Linked DNA regions of Sus scrofa: region 2 is linked to region 1. Evidence: chromatin contacts called from public HiChIP or PLAC-seq data. All regions are on one chromosome and are shown on one strand. The core of a region is the stretch at or near the end of the contact, and the rest is flanking DNA. Distances in the headings are between cores, read along the strand shown. Region 1 overlaps WIPF1 (WAS/WASL-interacting protein family member 1). Region 2 holds the start of WIPF1 (WAS/WASL-interacting protein family member 1).

Evidence for each region. HiChIP or PLAC-seq counts read pairs in DNA pulled down with a chosen protein or histone mark.
Region 2: a contact with region 1 is called in an H3K27ac HiChIP or PLAC-seq map of alveolar macrophages, with 4 times the contacts expected there. The contact joins the promoter of WIPF1 here to the enhancer-like site in region 1. A contact is called at or near these places in 6 of 47 Hi-C or Micro-C datasets (blood, embryonic fibroblasts, retroperitoneal adipose tissue and 1 more) and 2 of 2 datasets of contacts at active chromatin or transcription factors (alveolar macrophages and skeletal muscle).

Annotation. Positions count from the first base shown.
Region 1 is chr15:80,562,628-80,568,725 of Sscrofa11.1, forward strand. All of the region lies in intron 2 of WIPF1 (WAS/WASL-interacting protein family member 1), which reads right to left. Among named protein-coding and RNA genes, the nearest start is that of WIPF1, 81 kb to the right of the region's middle. Within about 2 kb of position 1,719, at least 6 of the 83 cell types and tissues checked have an H3K27ac peak or open chromatin away from gene starts, as enhancers often do. A contact at or near this core is called in alveolar macrophages and retroperitoneal adipose tissue, where this site is marked.
Region 2 is chr15:80,644,944-80,651,247 of Sscrofa11.1, forward strand. WIPF1 (WAS/WASL-interacting protein family member 1) reads right to left here and starts at 1,519. Exons shown (of 9, transcript XM_021074985.1): 1 at 1,367-1,519.

The DNA of each region.
Region 1 (6,098 bases), core at 469-2,968:
TGCCCCTGCGGCATATGGAGGTTCCCAGGCTAGGTGTCGAATCGGAGCCACTGCCACAGCAAGATGGGATCTGAACTGCATCTGTGACCTACACCACAGCTCACAGCAACGCCAGATCCTTAACCCACTGAGCGAGGCCAGGGATCGAACCCACAACCTGATGGTTACTAGTTGGATTTGTTTCCGCTGCGCCATGATGGGAACTCCTGAGGCATAACTTTTATATGCAGTGGGAAACCAAAACAACTCGCTGTGTCGCGGTGTGTACTTTTTTGTGATGGCCTGGAAGGGAATCCGCGATATCTCTGAGGCATGCCTGTATAGCTCAAGTCAGCTGCAGGTCAGAGCTGTCTATGGCGAAATGTCTTGTTTCTGTGCCCCATACTTAATGGGGTAACAATAACTCTCCCAGAAGATGCTTGACAAAAAGCACGGAGATGATGAGTGCGGAAGGAGGAAAATCAGATTCCCCACTGTCAAAGGACTCTTAAGCGTTGCGTAGGCCATGGAATCTATGTAGAAAATATTATACCAAAACCTTGAGAAAGGTATAAAACATCTGGAAATGCTCATAATTTTTCTTTGACCTAACGGAAAGGTTCAGACATTATTTGTGACACACACCATTTAACTCTGAGAAAATGGTATCCGCTGAGAGAATGAAAAATAGGGGCATATTTCAGAAACTAATATCATTGTAAAATTTGAACGTTGGGTCCTGATTCTACTGGGTTCAGAGGAAAAACGCATGACAAGACCATAGGGTGCCTAATATTCCCTTACCCGTAAAATGACAGGACCGCGTAGACCAGTAGTTCTCCACTCGGGGGCTGCTGGAAATGTGTGGAGGTATTTCAGTTGGGTTTGAACTGGGGGGGAGGTGGGGGGATTCATGGGTGGAACCAGAAATGTGAAGTTTCCTGTGATGCTTAGGACTGTCTCACCCAAAATGCCAGAAGTGCTCCCACTGAGGAGTGCTGGGATAGGTGGCGTCTAATATGCTTTTAAATTCTTTGGGGTATGGATCCAGCCGCACAAGGAGTTTCATGATGCCAAGCCATGGCAGAATTCCTGGAAGTGGAGCTTCCAAGGATTAATACCGAGAGTCCTCTGCTCTGCCTGCTGCCACCTGAAGGCACAGACTCACTTCTTTTCACCTAACGCAGGGCCTCAAGTCCAAGGGACATTCAACACAGGAGTCAATACCTGGAGGCCTGGGGCTGGACAGAGGTGCAGGCCTGCAGCTATTATCTCCCTGCCCCTGCACGAACCTCGGGAAAGCAGGAAACTTGATCAACTGCCAAGGAAGTCCCCGAGTGGCTCTTTGGGGAAGTCTAACCATGGTTGGGTCTAAAAAGAGTACATGGGCAATGGGATGATTCCTCTATGTATTTATAGAATTATTGTGAAGTTCTCTAAGTAAGGGGCCCTTCCTTCCCCCTCCCACACACACAGAGGACACTGCAGTTCGTGGCTATTCGCATCCATTAGAAGAAACTCAATGAGAGGAGAGCATGTCACGTAGAAGTCTGGAGCCCACGAGACACGTGAGGGAGCAGTTGTGCAGAGTTTGGGTCTATTTCATCTTTAGTGACAACGTGTAAGCGCAGTCAACTTTGGACACATTTATGACGTGTCGGTGAGGCACCACAGGACATAAATCACACAATGGTCTTCCCTCTGCTTAAAGCTCTCCAGTGGTTTCTTCTTTCGCTTTAAAAATCCAAGCTCTCTGCCTCCGCCCACAAGATCCGAACCCTCAGCCCCACCTCTGCTCTCTGACCTCATCTCAAGTGAACTCCCTCTTGCTAATTACCTTCTAACCCTTTCTGTTTCTTTTCTTTGTTTGCTTTTTAGGGCCACACGTGGCATATGGAGGTTCCTAGGCGAGGGGTCCAATCGGAACTGCAGCTGCGGGCCTACACCACAGCCACAGCAACGGAGGATCCAAGCCATATCTGCAGCCTACACCACAGCTCACGGCAATGCTGGATCCTTAACCCACTGAGTGAGACCAGGGATCGAACCCGCAACCTCATGGTTCCTAGTCAGATTCGTCTCTGCTGTGCCACGATGGGAACTCCAGCTCTTTCTGTTTCTTAAATGCACCAGCTCATGTGCGTGCTGGGCCATGACACTTGCAAGCCCTCTCCCCTGGTTCACTCGCTTCCTGGTTCCTTCCTATTCTCCAGTTGTCAGCAAAAATGCCCTCTCTCATGTCCCATCTCTGCTCCTGCTTTCTCTCATGCACAGCACATGTCACCACCTGGCATGTTTTCACTTATTTAACTGTTGATTTACTTGCTCACCTCTCCCCACAAGAATTCGAGCGCCATGGGACCTTGTTTCCTGCTGTCTCCTCAGCATCTAGAACAGTGTCTGATACCTGGCAGGTGCTCCATAAATATTATTTGTTGAATGAAAAAGAAAATCAGGAGTTCCCATCATGGTGCAGCAGAAATGAATCTGACTAGGAACCATGAGGTTGTGGGCTCAATCCCTGGCCTTGCTCAGTGGGTTAAGGATGTGGTGTTGCCATGAGCTGTGGTGTAGGTCACAGACATGGCTTGGATCTGGTGTGGCTGTGGCGTAGGCTGGCAGCTGCAGCTCCAATTCAACCCCTGGCCTGGGAACCTCCATATGCCACAAATGTGGCCCTAAAAAAAAGAAAAAAAATTCTACTGTAACATACATTCCTTTAAAGGTTTAACACTGTTCCCCCTAAAGCAGTGACTAAGCAATGTCAAGGCTTGATTTGAGCCTTCTTTGGGGAAGGCTTAGATTAATGGAACTCTCCCAGGGAAAGGACACCAGGGAAAGCCTACCTGACGGTCTTCCAGGGAAAGATCAGCAGGTAAGCCCCTGAGCTGTGCAAATGGTGCTCTCGTTATTGGGCAGTGGGGAGAGAAAAATGGGTTGAGGAAGTTGCAAACAAATACATGCATAAACAATCCCATCAGAAAAGAAGGTAAGGCAGTGACAAGATAAAGGAAACAAGTTAGGAAACCATGGAGATAAGGAGAGGTCAGTGTGGCGGGGGGAAGGTTCTAACCATGTGGCTGACGTGGTGGCCTTGGATGCCACGCTCCCCAGGGATGCCCACAGGTAGGGTTGGACGTGAAAGTGCTTTCTGCCCTCCCTCTGTGCCCAGGTGTTCCCAGATCGGCATCAGTTTCTTAGAGTAAAGGAATTCTAAGAATGGATGAGTCCACACTACCATTTACAGATGAGGAATCAGGGATCCAGAGAGGTTAAGTGACCTGCCTGTGTCACAGAGCAGGTGGTGGCAGGGCTGATGCCAGAAAGCCCGTCTCCCTCCCTGTGGTCCAATGTCATGATGGCCTTAAGGCTTCTTTTAAATTCTAAGGAGATTTCACTTAATTCCTTTCTATAAGCCTAAGAAAAGGCAGAAGGAAGAGGGACAGGGAGAGGGCTGTGATGTAGAGGAGAGCGGTTGAGGCTAGTATTTATATTGCTGTTGGGGATGTTATTATAATCAAAGGCCGACAAAAGTGGAAATGAGAACCTGATGCAAATAAAGACAGTTATGATTCTGGACTTCAGAGAGAATTTTAAATGCATACATCACGCCATTCAACACATAGATCAGTCCCAGCTTAATGACAATAGAACAATAATCAACAGTCTCTGCATCCATCAGGTAAAGAATCCTCCACATAATCTACAGAAACAGAAAGCAGAGCAGACGGAGATGACAGCACATCAGCATGGTTCCCACAGTCTCAGAAAAGCAGTAAAGAATCCCAGCCCATGACCCTCCTATGGTGACCCAAGTCAACAGAGACTAAATAAGGGCAACGGTGACATATATAAAATATATGAACATTTGTTTTTTATAATTCTGGCTTTTCAAGTTGTGTTTCCATGACTACCTGTTATGGTGTAGTATTTCCCTGGTATGGGAAGCATGTTTCAGAATAGCGTATTCTCTCCATTCTCAAACACCGCCTTCTTCAACAGCAAAACGCTCCCCCCGCCCCTTAGAGCTTTTTAGAGGGAAGAAGAATCTGTACCGGATTAAATGTATGCATTTATTGTAAGAAGAATTCTACTTTCGAAGTGTTAAAATATGGGCATTATGTGATCTAAAAGAGCAGAAACAAAGGAATTACCCTCTTCCCCATAAATTTATCAGTAGTTACCTAGAGGGCTGATCATTTAAAAATAATCTCATAAACAGAGATCATAAAGACTCATTTTGTACGAGTCTGTGTCCTGCTAATATAAACTGGTATAATCTTACTTAGGGAAACATTTGCATTATATGTCTTTCTGTTATGGCAGCTAGTATCTGCTTACCCTACTTACAATGATGTTCTGTTTGTTTGCTTGTTTTGTTTTTCGTTTTGTTTTTTTGTCTTTTTAGGGCCACCCTGAGGCACATGGAAGTTCCCAGGCTAAGGGTTGAATTGGAGCTGTAGCCACCAGCCTATGCCACAGCAATGCTGGATCCAAGACACTTCTGTGACCTACACCAGTTTACAGCAACGCTGGATCCTTAACCCACTGAGCGAGACCAGGCATTGAACCTGCGTCCTCATGGATCCTAGTCAGATTCATTTCCACTGAAGCAGGATGGGAACTCGTGTTCTTCTGTTTTTGTTTGGAGACATCCCTCCCTCCCTCCCTCCCAGACTCAGTGGGTTCAGGGAATTCACTTCCATGCCAGATACTCGAAGAGCACATGGTTGAGGCTGTCTCATGGGGGCCTTGCATTCATTCTGCCCCAGAGACTTTTTTTGGCACTGGCCGGAGACCTCATCAGAACCAAGGGAACTTGTGGCCAGGGGAGAGGGCTCTTCCCCAGGGTCAGGGCAGGGACTGCCCCACTCATCTTCAGACCATGTGGGGTCCAAAAATGACACCGACAAGGTGGGGAACTGGGGGTGGAGAAAACCCAGCTGGTGACATTGTTGGCCGAATCCATCTATACCTGACGCTAGCTCTACTTCCAGACTTTTAACTTATAAATAGCAAATATATTCTCTATTTTGTTTAAGCTAGTGTGGTCAGGTTTTTTGTTTTTTTGTTTTGTTTTGTTTTTTTTACTACTGGCAATACAAATTCTCTTCAGTGATGCAGAAATCAGTACTAGAAGTGAATACAGAATGTGAATAACCCTGAAATGTGCAACTGGCTGATTTAAGGCTGATGGCTAGTGCAGGCTCAGGCTAGGAAGTCAGCCATCCTGCCTCCATGATGGCAACACTACTGGTTATGCTGCCACCTATGGAACCCTGAGTCTAAGACCCTGAGCCTACTGAGGGTGTACCATTAAAAGATTTGGAGAAAAAATTTAGAATGTTGGAGTATGTCGGCTGCTTACAGCCTTCAGTAAGGTCCACAGGAAAGAGATAAGCTTAGGATGAAACTGACTGGAAGCACAGAGAGGGGAGAAAAGGCTTTGTTAATACAGCCCTCCCCCCTTTTTCTTCCTGGGATCTGCAACCAAGACTGCTGAGAGTCAAATAATCCGGAGGCTTGTGGGTTGAGAAAAACCCAATTCTCTATACTATACTAACATTAGATAGAGCAGAGTAAGAAGGTAAGAACAATATCAGAAACGAAGTCTGAAAAATAGGAGAAGCCCGACTCCCCACTGTCCCTCCAAAGACACTGTGGTCTCTTGTCTGAGCCCAAGGCCAGTTACTTTCCTTGTGATATAGTGGGATCTTTCTCAGAAACAAGGAGTAAATCATCAGTGGCTCCACCACCTGAGGGCACTGTTTCAAGCTGTACCTCATCAGAGAAGATCAGAGACCACAAAATTTGAGCATGGAGGACCGTTCATTTGCTGGGAGAAAGAAGTGCCCAGTCTTGGTTCCACATTCAAAGAGAGTTCAACACAATCTTGAGTTTTGGCTACTAGTCCATGGAATTCAGGGATCAGAAAATCCTACCATGTTTTTAAGTACTAGAGGATAAAGTTCCAGAATGGTAGAAAACAGTTTATGATTGCTCCAACCCTAAGGCAATCCCTAGATCCCTGAAGCTGGGGGAACAGGATATAGGTGGTGGAACAGGTGCAGCTCTGCTCTTAGAGACAGTTCTGGAAGACAACAAATAAGGAAGACTTT
Region 2 (6,304 bases), core at 269-2,768, 82 kb after region 1:
TGTAAAGAGGAATTAAGATGCAAATGCCAATGGCCTATGCTGATTTTCTCACCTCCAGAAGTCCAAGGGTATTTCATAAAAACTGAAAATGAAAACTCTTTGGAGTTATTTTAACCGTTAACAGAAAAAGGCTTTTTCTGAGGAGGAAAAATATGCCAACGACTCAAAATGAAGCTACAGTATTGTTTTGGAATTGCCTTGGGAAACTGGCAAAAGAAAACCCACCCAGGGTGGGATTCGGTCCAGCGGCTCCGCGGCTGCACCGCCTAAAGTCTGGGACTACACTCGGCCAGTGATTGGGGGTGGAATCCAGTGACTATTCAGGGGACAACGGTGTCACACAATTTTCACAAAATGGGACCAAGTCCACCCAGTCACTGCTGACAACTTGAGAGGCTTCCCAGAGAACTGAGATAAAGTCAGCAGCCCGTGGCCCAGGAAGGAATATGTATTCCTCTGGGATTAAGCAGGACCAGAGGACCTGGCCAGGCTCGGTTCCTCACAGACACACCCTTTGTTAAGCTCCAGGAGTCCAAAGTCTAACCACGAGTTGAAGATTTGGGTCGCCCGGATTGGGTCAGCTGGTTTCTCTTACGCTTGCAACTTTCTCTAACAGTACTTTAAAAAAAGAAGAAAAAAAAAATATGTTAACAGAAAAAGTAGAGGGAGTGAGACTGAAGTGAAGCCGTTCCGAAAGTTCCGGAGAGGCCCTGGGGGGAAAAGAGCTGACGGGGACTGGACGTCCTTTAAGGTCACCGCACACATCTAACGCAAGCGTCTACACTGCCCGCAGCGCGAGGCTCAGCCTGGGGCACCCGGCGGGAGGCGAGTCTGGGAAGCCGCGTTGCGGGATGGGCACAACTCCCCTGAGAAGAAGCAGAGGCAGCTCCCTGGCAGAAACTGGCCTCGGGGTGCCCTAAAGTCTCCATTCGCCTGTCATGGGTGGGGTAGACGCGGCCCCAGCGCATCGCAGCGAAGCCCCTGCCGTGGGTACCTAAGCCGGGAGCCGGGCCGAGCCCCCGGGTGGCCGGAGATCTGCGGAGCCCAGCGGCGCGCCCAGCCCAGAAGGCGCCCGCGTCCGGACCCTCACGGTCCGCCGCCCCTTCCTTCTCTGCCCGCGGGTACTGGACGCGCAAGCCGCGGGGCCCGAGTCCGCCCCTCCCGAGACCGCGCGCCCGCCCCCGCCCGCAGCGGACGCAGCCCCGACGTCCCCGCGGCCCCCGCCCGCGCCCACCCGGCGCCGAGCCGAGATGCCCAGCCCAGCCCTCCTCGGGGTCCCTGGGGGCCTAGAGGGTCTCCACGGGCGCTGCCCTGAGTCCCCGGAACCCGGTCGCGCCCTTGGCAGCGGCAGCGGCGCGTCCCTTACCGTGCAACGGCTCCGGGCAGCTCCAGGGCCCTGCGGCGCGCCGGGCATTTTTCTTAGGGAAACTTCTCCCCGGTTCGTAGGGCTGAGCCGGCCGGGCAGGAAAAGCGCTCAGCGCCGGGAGGCTGCGACCATCCGGGAACTTCGCTGGGATGTAAACCCTCCCCCTCGGCTCCCCGTCCCCCCCGCCCCCCCTGCGGCCCCGCCGCATGTGGACGCGCCGCGAGGCCGCTGCCGGCCCTTCGCCTCCTCTCTGTGCGCCGCGCCCGCGCTGCCTGGAGCTGAGGCTCTGCGCCCCACGGCCTAGGGCCTCGACGGAGCGTGGCAGCAATGGGGCGATTGGAAGCTGGGGCTCCTGTGTCGCTCCTTCCCCTCCCCTGGGTTTGCAAAGAGGTGGGAACTGGAAGGGGTGTCCAGCTCCAGGGCCCTTTCCTCCGAAGACTCCACAGCTTCCCGCTGTCGGGGTCCCTTCACCACCGCCATCACCACCCCCGTACCCGACCCCCCGCAACCCCAAGAGAGGGAAAGACTTTTCCCGGCCTTCTCTGTCCTCAGAGAGTCCGGCTTGGAAACACCTTAAATTGAAATTCATCTTAAAAAAATGAATTTTAAAATGGAGTGGCACCCACAAAGACCCAAGGTCCACCTGCATCTTTCTCTCTGCCCACTGTGTGGGGACAGCAGTGCTCGTCTTATGGAAAGAAGGCAAGTCCCCCCACCAAGAACCAGCAGGATTCTCTGAGTAGTTCCACTCCTAGTAGGGATGTAGCTAATCAGCCACCCACATCCTCAAATATGGTAGCACCAGCAGCAAACAGTTGGAGAAACCTGAGGTTCTACGCCATTGCCGGAGCTGTTACTGACCAGCTCTGAAAGCGGCCACCTCCAGGATCCAAGCACAAGCTCACACTAAGACAACACAGATGTTAGAATCTATGTGTTTGAAAAGAACAACAAATTGTGATCGATATAATAACCATGTAATCATATTACATGGTTAAAATGTTAAACCATTAAAATGGTTTTCATGTTTATTCATGTTAAAATACCAAGGCTGTATATCCCTCGAATAAAAGCAGGACAGGTGGGAATACATGCACTTCAGAATGGATGTCCTAGCTTGAAGAGGCCCTTCATCCTTGACTTTAGGCTGTCTGCTTGTAGGCCAGTCCCCATGTGCACCTTTGCACCTTGACATGCTCTTAACAGATACAATAATTCTTCTGGGAAAGAGATTTAGTAACATGGGTAAACTTCTCAATGACAAACTTTTGTCCCTGAATGAACCCATCTTTGGGTAAGCTTTTCTTTTTCAGCCATTTCCGTGGTGATATGCATGTTATGTTTTACATAAAATGAAGACAAGCCATTGCATATGTCAACGTATTATTCCAGACTTGGAAAAAAAACCAAAGCATTTATCACAAGGTGTCATGAAAGTTAAAAGCCCGGGAGCTGCCTCCTACCAGCCCTCTAAGCCTCAATTTGTGCTTCAGTCAAATAGGAATAACAATAGCTCTTAGCCTTTTAGGAATGTTGTGAGGATTAAATGTGATAATCCCTCTAAAGATGAGCAGAGCAACAGCACACAGGTAGAACAGCAATTTTCACTTATCTTTAATTCCCCAAAGCCCAGTAGAGCTCCTGACAACTTTTAAACAATTGATTAAATACTGGTTGGGATAAGAACTCATGTCTTCCAAAAATCCATGTAAATTTTGCATTAGTACACACAAAAGAAAATTAGGAAGATAAAATACTTGTTCCTTCTGATACTTTCATCATCAGAAGCCAAAAATAAAGGGTGTTCTGAATTGTCTCCTGTTTTAAATCACCCATAAAGCCAATGATCATTTGTCCAGAGTGCCCTGGCTCTCTTTCCTCAGACAACAACACCGTCTGTCAATAAGGTTAAAACCTGAATCGTATTTTATCAGTGGTAATTTTCTAGTTTCAGTAATTGAGCTATAGTTTTGTGAGATGCTAACATTTGGGGAAGCTGAGTGAAGGGTACTTGGGAAAAAAAAATATTTATTTATTTATTTTATTATTTTTTTTTACTGTTTTCACAACTTAATTCTAAGTTTGAAATAATTTCAAGCCAAAAAAGTTAAAAAATTAATTTAAAAAGATCGAAACCTAAAATCCTACCACAGATACCTTCTTCCCTTGGGTGATGTCAACTCGTACCTTAAAATGAAGATACTGAATGAAGTTAGTAGCAGGAAGGATATTCTGCTAAACCTTTATAGTCATGGACATTTTGATGTGAATGAATGAAGAAAAAAAATGGCTTCTTGAATGCTGCTTGAAGATGAAACTAGGCTAGAAATGTTATGACGATCTTGAGAAAGAAGGAGAAGGGATGCTAGATAGGAGGACATTGAGAGGGGAGAAATTAAGACAAATTTACCAGAACATGGTATTATTAATGACATGTATGTGCCTGGGCTTACCATTGCAGAGCCACCATTTGGGACTCAGCCTAACCTCTAAACTAGCCCTATGGTGGTTTAGAACTTCCTCTAACAATTATCTGCTTCTCATGATTACTAGTTAAATGCCTGTCTCCTTTCCCTTCTGTCCCCCATTTGGGGGGAAGGGCATGTGAAGACAACCAGTTCACCACAGTACTCCCAGCACCTGGCAGGCACATCCTTAGTGCTCATTACCATTGTGTGAATGAATGCCAAGCACTAAGCTAGGTCCTTTTTCGATAGTATCTCATTTAATTCTCACAGCAAATTGGTGAAATAGGTATTTCTCACCATTTTACAGATGAGGAAATTGTGACTTGAAGAGCTTAGGTAACCTGCCCAAGATCACTTAGCTTGTGAACATCAGAATCTAGGTGATTTTGCTGTTAACACCCTGGCTCTAACTACTATGCATACTGACTCTTGACCCTATTTCTTGGGTTTTTTCCACCTCGGAGCTTCTGCTGGTGTAAATGACCTAAACTGACCGGCATCCAGATTCCCTGGTGCCTAAAAGCAAAAGAAGAAAACGTATTTCTCTTTGAAGAAAATTATTGGGACTCCAGTAGATCTGGTTGAAGGCTTTCTACTGACAAGAGACCCGGGTTTTCTCTTCTGAATTAATGCAGGGAGAACATGGAATGCTGTGTGGGACAAGAGCACATGCTAGGTCAGGGGATGCTGCAGAGAATCGGGGTGTATGGGAGGAGGAAGGAGCCTGGTTGGCTGCTTTGCACCCAGTGGATGGCCAGTGCATATTTCATGGATTTACCCACCTCCAGAATTGAAGATCTGAGTTCTTGAAGGCTGAACATTTTTCTTATTTGTCCCACACCTTATTCCCCCCAAAAACTTAAGATAGTAAGAGTTGAATATGACAATTTTAATTTTAGTCCAGGATAGCAAATTTGTTATTATTTTGCTTTTTAGGGCTGCACCCGTGGCATATGGAGTTTCCCTGGATAGGGGTCTAATTGAAGCTACAGCTGCCAGCCTATGCCACAGCTGGAGCAACGCGGGATCCATCTGAGCCATGTCTGAGACCTACACCACACCACAGCTCACGGCAATGCCAGATCCTTAATCCACTGAGCAAGGCCAGGGATCAAACCCAAAACCTCATGGTTCCTAGTCGGATTTGTTTCCGCTGCATCATGACAAGAACTCCCAGGATAGCAAATTTATTAAATATTTGCAATCTTCATCATCTTCTTTCCTTACTAAAAATGAATTCTCATTCTAAACAATTCAGGTATCCTATGGCGTTCCCATTGTGGCTCAGCAGTAACAAATCTAACTAGTATTCATGAGGACAGAGGTTCAATCCCTGGCCTCTCTCAATGGGTTAAGGATCCCGTGTTGCCATGAGCTGTGGTGGAGGCTGCAGACGCGGCTCTGATCTGGTGTTGCTGTGGCTGTGGTATAGGCTGGGAGCTACAGCTCCAATTAGACCCCTATCCGGGGAACTTCCATATGTCACACAAGCAGCCCTAAAAAGACAAACAAATAAATTTTAAAAAATTCATGTATTCTATAGGCATGGGTATAGAAAGCCAAAGATGCCTGCCATCCCATTCTCTAGTGATAACCACTGTAATAGTAGGAGATATATTCTTCTCCATGTTTTTTTTCTGTATATCCTCATTTTTAAATTGAGAAGTATTTATGAAAAACCAAAAAAAAAGTGTCCACGCTCTGTATTTTCTTCTGCAATTTGCCTTTCTTTTCCCACGAAGTAATCTGTTGCATTAGTTTTCTGTTGCTATTTTGCATTAGTTTTATATTGCTATGTAACAAACTACCATATATATAGCAGCTAAAAAAAAACATCCATTTATTATTTCATGGTTCTGTAGGTCAGAGGTCTGGACGTGGCATGACTGAGTTCTGAGTTCAAGGCATCACAGGCTGAAAGCAAGGTTTCAGGCTATGTTTCACTGGCCAGTGAGAAAGGCACAAGGATTTAAACTTCAGAGTTCCTGTCGTGGCTCAGTGGTTAACAAATCCAACTAGGAACCATGAGGTTGCAGGTTCGATCCCTGGCCTTGCTCAGTGGGTTAGGGATCTGGCGTTGCCGTGAGCTGTGGTGTAGGTTGCAGACATGGCTCGGATCCTGCGTTGCTGTGGCTCTGGTGTAGACCAGCAGCTGTAGCTCGGATTAGACCCCTAGCCTGGGAACCTCCATGTGCCGCGGGTATGGCCCTAGAAAAATGAAAAAAAAAAAAAAAAAGACAAAAAAAAAACAAAACTAAACTTGTAGCTGGCAGGTGGGTCCCTGGTAAGTGTCTCAGGAAGATCATGTGAACTGTAGGTTTTATTTACATGGGGAATGGACTTAATGACATGCAAGGCATTTGTTCTGATGACTCTGACAGATGGTTACACCTTGCATCATTGGCCAGATACTTGCAAAATCTTAGGGGCTTCCAAATGCACAAGCTTGTCCAAACCTTGTTCTCCTCCC